3 separate regions of the Callithrix jacchus genome follow, and regions 1 and 3 are each linked to region 2. A link is a contact called in public Hi-C data. All regions are on one chromosome and are shown on one strand. The core of a region is the stretch at or near the end of the contact, and the rest is flanking DNA. Distances in the headings are between cores, read along the strand shown.

Region 1 (3,290 bases), core at 177-2,676, 230 kb before region 2:
GGTCAACATGGTGAAACCCTCTCTCTATTAAAAATACAAAAATTGGCCGGGCACGGTGGCTCAAGCCTGTAATCCCAGCACTTTGGGAGGCTGAGGCGGGTGGATCACGAGGTCATGAGATCAAGACCATCCTGGTCAAAATGGTGAAACCCCGTCTCTACTAAAGATACAAAAAATTAGCTGGGCATGGTGGTGCGTGCCTATAATCCCAGCTACTCGGGAGGCTGAGGCAGGAGAATTGCCTGAACCCAGGAGGCGGAGGTTGCGGTGAGCCGAGATCGCACCATTGCACTCCAGCCTGGGTAACAAGAGCGAAAACTCCGTCTCTCTAAAAAAAAAAAAAAAAAAAAAAAAAAATACAAAAATTAGGCAGGTGTGGTGGCACACACCTGTAGTCCCAGCTACCTGGGAGGCTGAGGCGGGAGAATTGCTAAAACCTGAGAGGCGAGGTTACAGTGAACTGAGATCCCACCGCTGCACTCCAGGCTGAGCAACAGTGCTAGAGTCCGTCTCAGAAAAAAAGAAAGAACTGACAGTATCTAGGGGTGGAATTTCTGGGTCATATGAAACTCTACTGGTAACCTTCTGAGGAGCTGCCAAAATTCTGCCTTATAGTTTTGTAGGCTGAAAAAAAATAATCTGATGTCCAAGATGACCAGAGGAATAACACCTGTTCCCCTCTCCTAGCCAGTGGTCTCTCTCCTGAGTGCTGTGACTTAGTTGGGGAGAGGAATAAATACAAAAGAAAAAGAAATAAACAAGTCAAAGGACATAATTACAGGTGGGTTGATGTGGCTCCCTGTGATTTCTCTTATGGAGGTGTGCCCTAATTCACAGTGTTTCCGACACAGACAGAAGGTAGTGGCCATTTTTGAACTTTCTCTTTGTTCTGCTTTTTTGGTTTTGTATTTTACTTTTTCCTATTTACTTTTTTTTTTTTTTTTTTTTTAAGACTGACTTTCACTCTTGTTACCCAGGCTGGAGTGCAATGGCGCCATCTCAGCTCACCGCAACCTCTGCCTTCTGGGTTCAAGCGATTCTCCTGCCTCAGCCTCCCGAGTAGCTGGGATTACAGGCACGTGCCACCGTGCCCAGCTAATTTTTTGTATTTTAGTAGAGACGGGGTTTCACCATGTTGACCATGATGGTCTCGATCTCTTGACCTCGTGATCCACCCGCCTCAGCCTCCCAAAGTGCTGGGATTACAGGCTTAAGCCACCGCGCCCGGCCTACTATCAACTATTATATGATTATATAGAGAGGATTATATAAAGGGATTCTTCAAGCCCTAATTCTGAAAACTAATATATGATTATATAAAGTATTACATAAAAGGAAATAGCTGAGTAATAACACTATAAACTGAGATATGCTTCAAGCCCTAACTGTGCCAGGGTTCTGCTTAGGTCTCCTTTCTAGGTGCCTATGTCGGGGGTTACCCACAGCTGGTTTTACAAGTGTGAGCCACCGCGCCTAGTCCTAATGCAAAGATTCTCAACAAAATGGTAGGAAAACAAGTTGAACATCTTATTAACAAGGTAATACACTATGACCAAATGGAATGTATTCCTGGAATGCAAGGATGGTTCACACACACAAATCAATAAAGGTAATATGCCACATTAACCTATTTGCACCTGCTTGCTGCAAAACCAGAGGCCCAGGGAAGGGGTCCCTGTAGATTCCACATGAGTTTTAGGATTGGCTTTTCTCTTTCCGCAGAAAAAAAAAAGTCAGTGGGATTTTGCCAGGGATTGCATTGAATGTGGAGATCACCATAGGGGTGGTAACAACACTTAAGTTTAAGATTAAAAACATTTTTATTAAGGGTTTAGCTAATTGGTGTATAACAAATGCTGTGTATGGTAGCTTCTGTTTTCATCTCCAGAACCTATACTTTGCTGAATACAACATACAGTGACCATGTTTTAAGTATGGATCACAGGATCTGAAAAGGTGGAGAATTTATATGCTGAGTATTACTCTCTTCCAGAATTGGATGAATTCTGCTATTTGAGCAGCTCCTGTGTGTCTGGTCACTGGGGACATAGAAACAGGACTCGCACAGGACTCCTTGTCCCTGGCGGGAACCTCAAGGGGGCAGTCCCGGCCGGGGAGCTGGGTGTGGCCGGGCGGGAACCGGGAGGCTCCCACCCAGGGCCCCGCCTTGCCTCGGCTCCAGCCGCCAGGGGCGCTCCGGGCCCAGGGCAGCACGGGGGCTGGCGGCTGGGCTCAAGCTCCGTGCACCGATTCGGGGCCGGCCGCGGGGAGGCGGGGATCGGGCGACCGGAGGCCGGGACTTCGGCACCCTTCGGGGGAGTCGCGCAGAGAAAGCGCCCTCTTGGCCGCCACCAGAGCCGCGCCGCGGAGACGCCGGATCGGGAGCTGCAGCAGCGCCGGGAGCAGAAGCGGCGGCGGCTCAAGCACCTGGAGTCCTCGGGCGTCTGGAGCCTCTGAGCCGCCGTCCGCGGGGCGCCGTGGTGCGCGCTGGGCCGGGCCCTCCAACCCCGGGAGCAGCAGGGGGCGGACCCGTGAGGAGCCTGGTGCCTGCGATGGGACTTCAAGTCCTCACTGGGTGGGGAGCGAGGTAGGGAACCGCCCACCCTGGAAGGCGCCCTGGAGTCGGTGGCGCAGGTGGGCGGGGCCAGGCCCCGCGGGGAGGGTGGTGTAGGTGGGCGGGGCTCGGCCCCGGGAGGCGGTGGCGCAGTGGGCGGGGCTCGGCCCGGGGAGGCGGTGGCGCAGTGGGCGGGGCCAGGCCCCGGGGGGGGTGAGGGTGATGTAGGTGGGCGGGGCTCGGCCCGGGGGCGGTGGCGCAGGTGGGCGGGGCTCGGCCCGGGGAGGCGGTGGCGCAGTGGGCGGGGCTCGGCCCCGGGAGGCGGTGGCGCAGTGGGCGGGGCTCGGCCCGTGGAGGCGGTGGCGCAGGTGGGCGGGGCCAGGCCCCGGGGGGTGGGGGTGATGTAGGTGGGCGGGGCTCGGTCCGGGGAGGCGGTGGCGCAGGTGGGCGGGGCTCGGCCCGTGGAGGCGGCGGCGGCTGCTCTTCTCACCCCCGCTTTGTTGTGGGCGTCGGCTTTTTCGGGGGAGCCAAGAGTTGCTGGCGTTCGCTTGGCGTTTGTGGACCCAACAGGCAAGTTCAGCTGAGCCCGCTGCCCCCGCATTCCACCCCTGAGTTCCCTGGGCCGCCAAGATATGGAGAAACCCGGTCCTCCTCGTCCTCTGCTGTGGAGAGGGGAGAGGGCACCGGTCCTGCAGAGTTAGGGTGGCGAGGCGGGGAAGGAGACAGTGGGCGCTGC
Region 2 (2,956 bases), core at 43-2,542:
TGTGAGGATATATTTCGAAAATTACGAAACTTAAAACACAAACACAATTTTTTCACTCCCATCAGTTTTCTGTTATTCCCTGGAGAACTTAATTTTTGCGAATAAGTCTTCTAAAATATTACGTTTCCTGTGGAATACAAGAAATTAAATGCTTCATTAGCTAGTGCTGGTAACTTTTTTTTTTTTTTACTAAAAAAAGCATTTCAATTAACTGTTCACTGGCACATTATGACATCATTCCCTTCCAGTGTTTGCTTGCTCATTAAATAATCCTGTTTCTATTTTATTCTATTGCCTTCAATACATAAATTGCAAATATTCCATTTCAGATGCTGGATTAAAGATTCAGTGAGGCTGCTGAAAAACGTCTTTATATTTGAACGGTTTGGTCGGTAATACGCCTTCTCTTACTGCAATTGATCTGGAGAGATCAATCTCTCACCAAAAGGCGACTGCAATTCATCTGGAGAAGATGAAATCGCAAAACTGAGGCCCAACGGGAAGGTGGAGGGAAGGTCAGTCCACAGCCGTGGCTACCGGCACAGATCCCAGGGCTTCCATCAGATAAACAAAGGAAGCCGATCTCCGCACGGAGCCTGCATGTGCTTCAAGCTACCTGAGGCATTAGTGCGCGAGCCCCCTGAGCCTAACGCCTTGAAAGCAGAGCCCAAGCACGGACTCTTTCTAGACTCCCATACAGAATATGTGGGAATATACACGCTACACGGACCCCCAGAAAGCCAGCGGAGACGACGGACCGGGAAGGGTGTGGGCCCGTCTTGCACTCCTTCCTCCTACACCAAGGCAGAAGTTAGAAACCTACACCCTACACGTAGCAACTCGCTCCTTCGCTGCTCACACGCGTTTTTCAGGGGCTGCGGGGGCCGGGCGTCAGGTGGAGCAGGTGGGAGGAGCGAGGCGAAGGGTCGCCTCCGGTGGGGAGCACTGCACCACGCGAGCTGAGCACACGGAAGCAGGGCAGGGGGCGCCGAGAGGGGTGGGGGGCCCTTCCTCACCTGGCAGCCCTTCTTGTGGTGAAAGCCGACCACCACGATGTGCAGCACGGGCCCCCGGGGGGCGCCATCCCCGCCTCGCCCGGTCTTCTCCATGGGCGGCTGCAGCGGTTCCGCACGATGACTTCGACCGCCAAGGGCAGCGGGTGGGACGACCCCACCGTGTGCGGAGAGCCGCGGACTCCGGGTGTCAGCGAAGGTAGCACATGAGGGCTGCGCAGGGAGCCGGGAGGAAGCTGAGCAGCTCCCACCGCCCCCTGGGCTGCGGCCGCCCTTCCCACATCCGCTTTCGCAGCTTCCGGATTGTCACGTGACGCGGCGGCCGCAGGGGGCGGGGCGGGGCGGGGCGGGGCCTGGAGGGATTTGACGGGGCGGGGCCTGGAGGGATTTGACGGGGCGGGGTCTGAGGGGCCGAAGTGGTGCCTGGGACAGCGGGGTGGGGCTAGTAGAGGAGCGATCGACCGGACGGGGATGGGACAGGGACTGGACGGGGACGGGGCGGGGCAGGGCCGGGTGGGGCCTGACCCGGAGGGGCGGGCTGGGGCTTACAGGACCCGGGCAGCTGGGCTGCAGAGACTCTGGTGTCCGCGGGACGTGAAGGTGCCGCCTGGCACACCTGCTTTTTCCTCCCTGGGTTCAGCCTCGAAGCACTTCCTTCTGACCCTCTCTTTTTCCTCCTTGAAGTTTTCCCCCTTCCCTCTTCCTTTCTGCTTTCCTTCGGTTTTCACATCTTCTTGGTTCACTCTCCGAGTGCCCGGTTCTGTGACTTCTTGCCTTCGTCTTCGTGGCCTGGGGGATCTCCATTCTTACTCTGAAATACATGCTAACATGTAGGCCTCCTGGTGAGCCGGCGTGTCTGTGTATTCAGCCTTTAAATTACTTGCTTCCCTTAGAATTCTTGTTCGTTCTAGAGTTCTTTTCCCCTCATTTAAATATTATGTGTAGGAATCTGAGACGCATTTAAAACCTGAAATATCCTTGACAATAAAGGACGTTTACTTGGATGCCTGTAAAGTGATTATTCTAGTCCTGCGATTTTAAAAGAATGTTGTTTTCATTCATCGCTTTTGGATTTAGTACTCTGGTCTGTACAAAATGTACGGGCCCTGTTGTCACCAGGGTTTTATAATTCCTTTACTGATTGTACTACAATTGTTTTTTTAAAAGTCGTGCATCATGTCAACTTAAAGTAAATAATGCAAATACTAGCAGATTTAACAAGTCTTATCTAGGGCAATTTTCTTTTTCTTTCTTTTTCTTTTCTTTTGAGACGCAGTTTTGCTCTTGTTTACCCAGGCTGGCATGCAATGGCGCGATCTCGGCTCACCGCAACCTCCGCCTCCTGGGTTCAGGCAATTCTCCTGCCTCAGCCTCCTGAGTAGCTGGGATTACAGGCACGCGCCACCGTGCCCAGCTAATTTTTTGTATTTTTAATAGAGACGGGGTTTCACTATGTTGACCAGGATGGTCTCGATCTCTTGACCTCGTGATCCACTCGCCTTGGCCTCCCAAAGTGCTGGGATTACAGGCGTGAGCCACCGCGCCTGGCCCCATCTAGGGCAATTTTCGAATAACCTACAGGATAGTTGTCTGCTTCAAATAGAATTTAAGATTACTGCAGTAACTGGCAGTTAGTTACAATTACTAGCTGCACATTCCTTACTTTAAACAACCTTAACATTTGATATTTTACACTTCTAGTCTTGAAAACTAAGGAGCTCCGCTCTAATCTAAGCATAGCTGAGAAAAACAGTAGGCTTCCTAAATCAAAGTTAGTTTCTATGATTCAGTGGAACTGTTTTAATGTTAATACTGTAGACATTTTTCAAGATGTTGCTATACATTTCTATATTACAATATTTTTGGCATTGGCTCAGAAGACTGTTAAACTATACTGCTCCCTATATGCAGAATATATATATATGTGTGTATGTATGTATATA
Region 3 (3,021 bases), core at 48-2,547, 150 kb before region 2:
GTTACTGTAATAGTATAGTTTGGCAGGAAGTAGCTGTGATACCGTCTTTGACATAATGGTATTTTGTGACAAAAAGTATTAGTGATTCTAATGATGGAGTCATTTCTCATTATGGTAACTAAGGGTCATCCTAATAAGAGAGTTGGTGAAAAAAGAAGTGGTAGTTTTTATATTTAGCATATTGGTAGCATTCTATTTGGGATTTTCCTCTTTTCCGGATTTGTAATTCCTTTGCCATATGTTGTAAATACTGAGTTCCAAGTAAATTTTTGCTCAGCTGGAATTTTATTTTTTTGGGTAAATGATAGGCAGCATGACTAAAGCCTGAGTTTTGTTTTTATTCCCCCTTTAGCAGTTGGCCACATCCAACATTATTTGTTTGAAATAAGCCGTTCTTCCTAATTTGAAATGCCATATTTACTTTCATCCTATCTAATTTCTTAGATACGATGAAGATAAATGCCTCGTTCGGTTAATGGGAGTTTTATAATACACTTTATATTTTCATAAAAATCTTGAAAAACTTGCCCCTTTTCTCCTCAAATACCTTGGCAACTTTTGTGCATTCTTCCAGATAAATCCCTTGGAAATAGGATTTAGATTGGATTTGTGCTAAACTTACATATTAATTTGGAGAACATTCATATTTGTGTAATATGGAGTTTTCTGGGTAGGAACACTTTTTTTTTTAAGTAAAATTATATGCTCTTATTCATAAAGATTCCTAGGAAAGAACCACTCTACAAAGAGGTAAATTGCATACACTTCTCTTATAGAATTTAATGGCAAATTTGAAAATATATAGCTTATACTTTGAAAATAAACAATTTGAATGTATTTGCCATATAGTTTAAGTAATTTCAATTAAATATGAAGACTTTGTGAAAATATTTAAAAATATATCCAGAGAATGAGAACCGCTGTGTAAGAGAGCAGGGTTTTTTTTTTTTTCTTACATATTATGATCATTTATTGTTACCAAACAAATAACTAGGAGAGCTGGCTTTGGTAATTTATTTTGAAAGAATACTTATTCACGTGTTTGTTATTTTCTACAACATGTATATTTTGTATAGAAGGCGAAAGTTAACTTGAAATTACAACTGGTAATTTTCTTCTGTTTTTCAGTTTTAAATGTAGTAGACTTAAGAATCTTCATTTTTGTCATGTTTCACTTTTATGATGTCTAAAGTTGAACTTCAAAAAATATGATTTCTATTTAAGGCTGCCATTTTAAAGATTGTATTCTAAAACTGTGCTGGCCTAGATATTACAACTGAACTTTTTTTCTTTTTAGTTACTCTGCAGGATCCACTGAACATAGGATGTTGCCACAAAGTCTACCTCGTGTATTTTTCTCTTTGACTCATGAGCTGTGCAATTGCAGATTGAGCACAATGTCTGCAGACTGTGTTGAAACACTCTGAAGAACCTATGAACACAGGATGACCTAGGAGTGATTCTAAGTCTATAACAAGATACTCCTCACTAGTGAATGTGTCAGTCTTAGTGCTGAATGCTGCAGATAACAGCAAGTAGTTTCTCCTTTATTTCTGAAGTGTTCACTTGACCTTCCATCAGTAAGACGGACTTTTCTAATCTGGCCTGGGAGATATTAATGGAATACAGTCATGTCCACTCAAGACGAGAGGCAGATTAATACTGAATATGCTGTGTCCTTGCTGGAACAGTTGAAACTGTTTTATGAGCAGCAGTTGTTCACTGACATCGTGTTGATCGTTGAGGGCACCGAATTCCCTTGTCATAAGATGGTTCTTGCAACCTGTAGCTCTTATTTCAGGTAAGTACTTTTAATGTTTTAAACAGAAATTCTTTGAAATATTATTTAATTTTTAAAAAAAGCCACATCTCAATGTTGTGCTTAAGTTTTCTATTCAGATGATGTAGTTCTTGCCAAATCTCATTCTTGCATGTGTAAGGGACATATGAAAGAAATTTTATAAAGGTTTAAATACAAGAAATGTGTTGCAATTAACTAAGGTGAAGTTTTAATGTTGGGAAGGCAGAAAGATTTAGAATATTTCTAAACAAAAATAAATGGGATAATTTACACTTTGAGATTCTAAAATGCTACCTTTAGAAAATAGTCATCTCTGTTTTTAAACTGACAAGTTATCATAGGGTCAAATAGTAGTTTTTAGAGGGTAAAAATTGGTGCTGTTAAACCTGCTAATACTTTTCTTTGGAAAATGTATTTTTCTCTTTGTTACTATTACCATTTGAGATAGTTCTTTTTACCAACTAGACTTCTTGCCAGGTTTAAATACTTAGTAACTAGTAACATTGTTGGTGTTCTCTCTTCCTCTGAACATAGTAGAAGTTAATTTAGCTCCTCATTGCTAATAACAAATGTGTAAAGCTTAACTTTACATTTCTATGATCTTTTGCATCTTTGTTGTACCTTTCCTGAGCAGAATAGAAGCCAAGGCATAGAAATTGCTTTATTTGTTCTTTGCTTTTAGGTTATTTTTGACTTAATATTGGAGAGAGGGAGAATAAACTGAATTAAATGTGGACCAGCATATTTCTATTACAAATACGAGCAGCCATAAGTAGCAGTCAGCAGTAAGTTTGGTTATGCTGTTCTTTAATGGCAGCTATAGATAGGACAGATTTCATTTGACCTTTCAAGGCTAACTTACTTGCATGAAGATACAGAAACTTCACATTCCCTACCGCATTCCATGATGATTGCAGAATCTAAGGCCCAAATACCAGTAGCCTTTGCTATGCCTACACAATTTTTTTTTAAGACAGGGTCTTAATCTCTTGCCCAGGCTGGAGTACAGTAGTGCTATCTTGGCTCACTGCAACCTCTGCTTCCCAGGTTCAGGTGATTCTCGTGCCTCAGCCTCCCAAGTACCTGGGATTACAAGCATGTGCCACCATGCCCAGCTAATTTTTTGTGTTTTTAATAGAGATAGGGTTTCACCATGTTGGCCAAGCTGGTCTCAAACTACTATCTCAAGTGACCTGCCTGCCTTGGCCTCCCAAAGTGCT

What was found. Hi-C and Micro-C count contacts between places; a contact is called where the count stands out from the background.
Region 1: a contact with region 2 is called in a Hi-C map of skeletal muscle, with 6 times the contacts expected there. The contact joins the promoter of LOC144578307 here to the promoter of AVL9 in region 2.
Region 3: a Hi-C map of skeletal muscle shows a contact between it and region 2, with 4 times the contacts expected there. The contact joins the promoter of KBTBD2 here to the promoter of AVL9 in region 2. A contact is called at or near these places in 2 of 3 Hi-C or Micro-C datasets (both in skeletal muscle).

Annotation. Positions count from the first base shown.
Region 1 is chr11:1,849,648-1,852,937 of calJac240_pri, reverse strand. LOC144578307 reads left to right here and starts at 1,426. Exons shown (of 5, transcript XM_078342141.1): 1 at 1,426-1,459; 2 at 2,098-2,587. The coding sequence starts at 1,426.
Region 2 is chr11:1,621,831-1,624,786 of calJac240_pri, reverse strand. It overlaps AVL9 (AVL9 cell migration associated), which reads right to left and starts at 1,292. Exons shown (of 15, transcript XM_035253122.3): 1 at 1,017-1,292. The coding sequence starts at 1,109.
Region 3 is chr11:1,771,196-1,774,216 of calJac240_pri, reverse strand. It overlaps KBTBD2 (kelch repeat and BTB domain containing 2), which reads left to right and starts at 1,297. Exons shown (of 3, transcript XM_035253123.3): 1 at 1,297-1,801. The coding sequence starts at 1,632. LOC144578307 reads left to right here. Exons shown (of 5, transcript XM_078342141.1): 5 at 1,298-1,793. The coding sequence ends at 1,365.